Regions from separate parts of the Zea mays genome. Here region 1 is linked to region 2. The links are chromatin contacts, called in public Hi-C maps. All regions are on one chromosome and are shown on one strand. Each heading gives the region's core, a stretch centred on a gene start, on an enhancer-like site or on the middle of the called end of the contact. The rest is flanking DNA. Distances are from core to core; before and after follow the strand shown. Region 1 holds the start of LOC103650478. Region 2 holds the start of LOC111347723.

What was found. A called contact is a pair of places that touch in the nucleus more often than the background predicts.
Region 1: a Hi-C map of leaf shows a contact between it and region 2, with 8 times the contacts expected there. The contact joins the promoter of LOC103650478 here to the promoter of LOC111347723 in region 2. A contact is called at or near these places in 6 of 25 Hi-C or Micro-C datasets (bundle sheath, ear, leaf and 2 more).

Annotation. Positions count from the first base shown.
Region 1 is chr3:120,630,028-120,632,727 of Zm-B73-REFERENCE-NAM-5.0, forward strand. LOC103650478 reads left to right here and starts at 1,385. Exons shown (of 2, transcript XM_023302094.2): 1 at 1,385-2,700. The coding sequence starts at 2,353.
Region 2 is chr3:120,488,609-120,491,308 of Zm-B73-REFERENCE-NAM-5.0, forward strand. It overlaps LOC111347723, which reads right to left and starts at 1,264. Exons shown (of 3, transcript NM_001357658.1): 1 at 810-1,264; 2 at 216-270; 3 at 1-95. The coding sequence starts at 873. MIR167a (microRNA MIR167a) reads left to right here and starts at 1,915; the gene lies at 1,915-2,104. LOC112679201 (MIR167aHG) reads left to right here and starts at 1,579. Exons shown (of 1, transcript NR_157308.1): 1 at 1,579-2,213.

The DNA.
Region 1 (2,700 bases), core at 135-2,634, 140 kb after region 2:
TGAGAGAGAGGAGGTTGTGGACGCTGCCTGGCCAAGGACGTTGCCGCAGTGCCTGACGATGAGAGAGAGGCCTTGCCTTGCCTTTGCCTGTGGACGCTGCCGCCGAGGACGCTGTGGGCTGTGGCCTTGCCTTGCGTGACGATGAGAGAGAGAGGAGAAGAACTGCAGGGCACACCGCAGACCGCACACCCACACACGCCTGCGCCCTTGCCTACTGCGGTGCTACTGCCGAGTGCCGACCGCGGAGCCGGCAGCCGCCACCTCCAGGAGCTAGGGTTTGTGCTTTGTTGATTTGTCAATTTCACGGTCGTGCGTGCCTCTGGGCTCTGGCTCTGGACAGTGGGTCTGGGGACTGGGAAGGGGGGCGCTGCCAGCCAGGGCCTGGGCCGTGAGAAACTGAGAACTGGGCCGTGAGCACTGAGCAGGCCGAGCACCTGGCGGGCTGGCGTGAGCATGTAGCTACAGTGCTTCGGGTAGTATGGGTAGTTCGGGTACAGTGGTTTAATACCTGATTAGGCCCGTACTTAATTCTGGTATTTAGTTTCGTTACCCGCTGGAGCTATTTGGGTAACGGGTTTTGGGCTATACGGTTACGGGTTCGGGTATTTCGGGTACAGGGCTTCGGGCTCGAGTTTTATGCCCAGTACTAGTTGCCGGGTCGACGATCAGGGATGGCGACACCGGCGTTGAGACCGACGGCTACAGCGCGCTGCTTCAGGGTTCATATTTTTGCCCAAAAAGTTTTTCTACATCTTGGGAAGAGTTGTTCGGTCCTTTCATATGCTTGAGGCTCTTGGATGATGGCGTCCTCTTTTCTGGTTGCGTGCATGCGTGCAGGAACTGTGGGAGAAGAGTCGCGAGGAGCGAGAGCGGATGGTGTAGAAGTTGGACTGTTCGAGGCCGACTGCATGCGCCGATGCGCGTCGATGAGGCCACCGTCGAGCGTGCCACACTGCATCAGTCACTCGTGGTGGGAAAGGCCGAGACTGCCGCGCTGGGCTCTTTGACAGCATCCCTCAGCTCAACCATGTGTTTCACCATAACCGTGCCCTTGTCCGTGCCGGACTGGCACGAACACGACCCATGACAGCGTGCCAAGTCATGTGACCCGATGGACTGAAAGTTGGAGCACGATCTAGCCCATCTAACGTGTAGGCTCGATTTTTTTACACATGTGCTGGACCAGACTTTGTGCATTTATTTTTTGGCCGTGCTCATACAGACCCGTTAGGCACGGCCCAAACTTTCAAGACTACTCCTCGACGTACACCGGTGGCCAGTGTGACTAGATAGTCGCTCCCTCACTTCCCTCTCCGATCTCCAACAGTGAGCGTGAAGGGGAAAGGTCTCTGAATGAAGAACAAAGATGATTAACGGGCCGGGATGTATTCTCCGTAGCAGCAAATTCGACCTTCTCGCGACAGTACATATAGAGCCATTTGCAATTTTGCCATTATCATTTGTGGGCTTCGCCATTATGCCATCGGACCCACAAATCATAGACACAGATGGTCCCACCAGTCATAGACACGGGATGGCATAATAACAGGCAGCCAAATTTGAGAGTGGCAAAACAGCAAATTTCTCGTACATATATCCCCGTTGCCATCCTTAGCTGTGGCGCAGAGCTGCGTGCGGCGTGCCTGTCTCCTCCTCCAGAGATCTCCACACACACATGTCCTACTGGCGACTGCCATGGGTGTGCCTTCTGGTTCTGGAAGACGATGGCCTGATGAGGGCCCGGGTACTTGTTGCCATTCCATTGCTGACCATGGATGCAATGCAATGCATCTGTCCACATTGATCGCTCCGCTCACATCGGTCCGTCATTGCATTGCAGGAGGAGGTACAGATACAGTACAGGTACTCAGCTCCTCACTAAGACAAGCTCTGGCCAGCGACCGATCGACCGGTCGTCCCTTAAACCCTACACCCTCCGTGGTCCGTCTGTGCTCTTCATCACGCCACAAGCCGCATCCATCTGCCCACGGCCCACCTCATATGGGGAGACCATAAACTGGCAGTTAGCTAGGACACTGCCGCCGATCACTCCGATTGTTCCCTTTTGTTTCATAAATCATGAGCCAATGAGTCATGCCTGTGTTCATGCAATTGAAGCTAGCAGTCATTTCTGGCGGTGGGTACAAAATTGAAGGTGCTAGCTGTTGCGGGGAGGACTTCCTCTTCCTCACCCTCACATGGCCGGTGCAGTGGGGGCAGATCGCAGACGTGTGAGGCAATGGAACAATCTTGAGGCGAGACGTGAGAGCAGTTCCAGTTCCAGTTCCAGAGAGCAATGAGTGGCCACCGGGCCTCTGCTCCTTCATTCTTGGAGTAGTGCGTCTTGCGCAGATGGGCAAGGCGAGCCAGTGGCTCAGAAACTTGTTGCTGTCCGGCAGGAAAGGGAGGAAGGCCAAGGACAGGGCTGAAGCCGACTGCCAGTCGGTGCTGTCCGCGCCGCTGCCCTCGCACGCGCAGGCGGCGGCGACACCGCACGGGAGGGAGAAGAGGCGGTGGAGCTTCCGGCGGCCGGGCGCGGCAGCGTCCAGCTCCCAGGGCCCGCTCGCGTCCTCGTCGTCGCACTGCTTCTCGGAGGCGGAGCTGCATGTCGTCGTGGTGCAGCAGGAGCAGGGACAGCAGCAGGCCGCGGCCGCCGCCGTCCCTGAGGCGGCGTCCACCTCGGGCACGGTCGTCGCGCTT
Region 2 (2,700 bases), core at 14-2,513:
GGTAAATAGATGAAAATGATGAAAGAAGGCACACAACCATAATTAGAACTTTGGTAAATAGGAGTAGCCATCCGATTTGCATCAACCAGCAGTCACTCGATAAAAGGAAACAGAACCAAGGTTAAATAACTAATATGTAGCCAAGGATAATCATGAGATAAGTTATAATAAAATATAGTGGCTTTCAGAAGAGGTTCAAATTAAATAATTCATACCTGGAAGGATGGAAGTAGAACAGCAGCATCACCACATCAAAAGCATTATATTGTTCTGAAATAAAATTCATGTGTATGAGCTCAATGTATAGTGGAAATAAAATAGAAACAAGCAATTTTAGTATCCTACCATGTATAATTATGATTTCTACCTCCAAACCTATGCCAAATGTGCTCAACCAAATCATTTTTTAGTTGTGTATGCTGTGGACGATCACGGATAGAAGCCTTTCTAAGCAGCACATCAGCGAAACACAAGTTATCACCAACGTTAACTTCAGGAGGTAGACCATAATTTCAGGAAAGACCAGATTAAATGCATTGTAATCAAATAAAATCGGACTATTGACTGAGCAGACCACAATTTCAGGAAAGACCAGATTAAATTGGACTATTGACTGAACAGGCCACAATTTTCAGAAAGACCAGATTAAATGCACAGTAACTTGGTTAAATGGAAATACCTTAGCCATTTTTAAAATAGCTTTTGCCTTAAACACCTCAATGCCAGAACGTGCTCAAGGATTAAATCTTTCCAACAAGGTATACAAGGATTTTTACATAGTAATAGGATTATATGAACAGACGACTTACCATGCTTGTACATCAGTGTCAGCAACATTCTCAGCCAAAGAACGAGGAACTGCAGAGCCTCCATTGCTGCCTGATGGTACAGAAGAGCTCACCATGGACTGCGGTGGACGTGGGGCAAACCAAGTGCCGGGTCCAACCATGGACGGGAAGCCAGGCGGGAGGATGGGCTGAGCCCTTGGTGGTTGAACGGGCGGAGCCCCTTGCGGCGGGATCTCCAGAGGCGTTGGTGCAGAGGTCCTCTTGGATTGACGCCTCAACGCGTTTTGCTTCTAGGGTTTGGGATTTGGGGGCGATTTAGGATGGTGGCTTGGATTTGGCGCGCAGCGAATGGATTTGGAGACTAAATGGCGCGATTTGGCGGGAGGGACGGAAGGATTTAGCGGGAGGGACGGAAGAAGCGCGGGTGTGCGGGGGCAGCGACGAGCGAGGTCGTGAGGGCCGAGGAAGACGCACGGGATCAGGATGGAGTCGAAAGAGCGAGAAAGAGCCGGCACATCTTCTCGTTGTGGGCTGCAAGCGGTCTTTTTTCCCTCGAGGACGACGCTGCGGACGGGCTGCGAAACAAGAGCCCGTTTCTTTCTCTTTCTTGGTTTCTCACCCCTCCACGTAAGAATCTGATGACGTGGAACACCTTACAGCCTGCTGAGGTGTACTTATAATACTTGCTCTAAGTGCATGCACCGCCACGGGGCTAGTGCGCCAAGTTTAGCCTGCCGTGGATGCGTCCTCTTTCCTCTATAAATACAGTCCCATGTCCATCGTCCAAGGCAAAGCTAAGGTCCTGCAAGGGGAGAGTTCAAATATATCGCTTCATCTTGCCTTTTTTTCTTTTCCTTGTCCCATCTTTCTTCTTGGTCTTGTGTGTTAATTTGCTGTTCTTCTTCCAGCTCGATATATCTCACTTCTACCACATTGCAAGAATCTTTGTTTTTTTTGCACTGGTGTCTTTAATTTCCAGTAGATGCTAGGATTTTGAAATCAAGTGAAGGCTACCTGAGGTTAATTTTCTTGAGAGGAGTATGGAGAAGACGAAGGGATGGACAGATAGAGAGAGAGAGAGAGAGAGATGTTAGCTAGTTTGATTCATCCTGGATGAAAACACAAATGCTCTTGCGAATGAGTGAAGCTGCCAGCATGATCTAGCTCTGATTTGGTTGGCACCATATTAGCAGGCGTCCACGCACAGCTAGACTAGAGTGGCCTCGCGCGCTCTCGTCTGGTCTGTGTCTCGCTTTGTGCCTGCAAATCGTTGTTAGATCATGCATGACAGCCTCATTCCTTCACAATTCTGGGGCATGTATTGCTGATGACGCTGCGCCTTCTTGTTTTTTTGCTGCAACTTTGAGAAAGATAGATCCATCTGCATGCTTTTTTCCGCTGCTATGGTGTATGGTTGTGTGCTGCAGATTTTGGATCTGACTTGTGAGAACCGTCGACGGACCCCTGCACACAGTACGTGAGACGATCGAGGAGGATGGAGGCACGCAGTACGTTTTGTTCTCGATCTCTGCTACAGCATGTCATCTTAATTAAGCCTACTGGTTGCATGCATGGGTGAGGATTATTCATCGCTAAGTTTCCATGTACGTAGCATACTATCACATGTACAATGAAATAGGCAAATAGCCTAGACGTTCTTCTCATGACGACCATGTCTGCCAATTAAATATATTGCAGGTAGTAAACCTCAAGTACTGATAGCCATTAATTCTTGGTTGGAGTTCGACAGAGAAGATCGAAAAGACATGTATAGAATACTGATCGTCTGATCATATCGTCCCTACCTATCTGTCTGTCTCTACCAAAGTGGGCTACAGTACGTTAGCTAGCTGTCTCTTCGAAGACACTGATAGGATGTTTGATTACAAGTCCAACGGAACCACTTGACTGC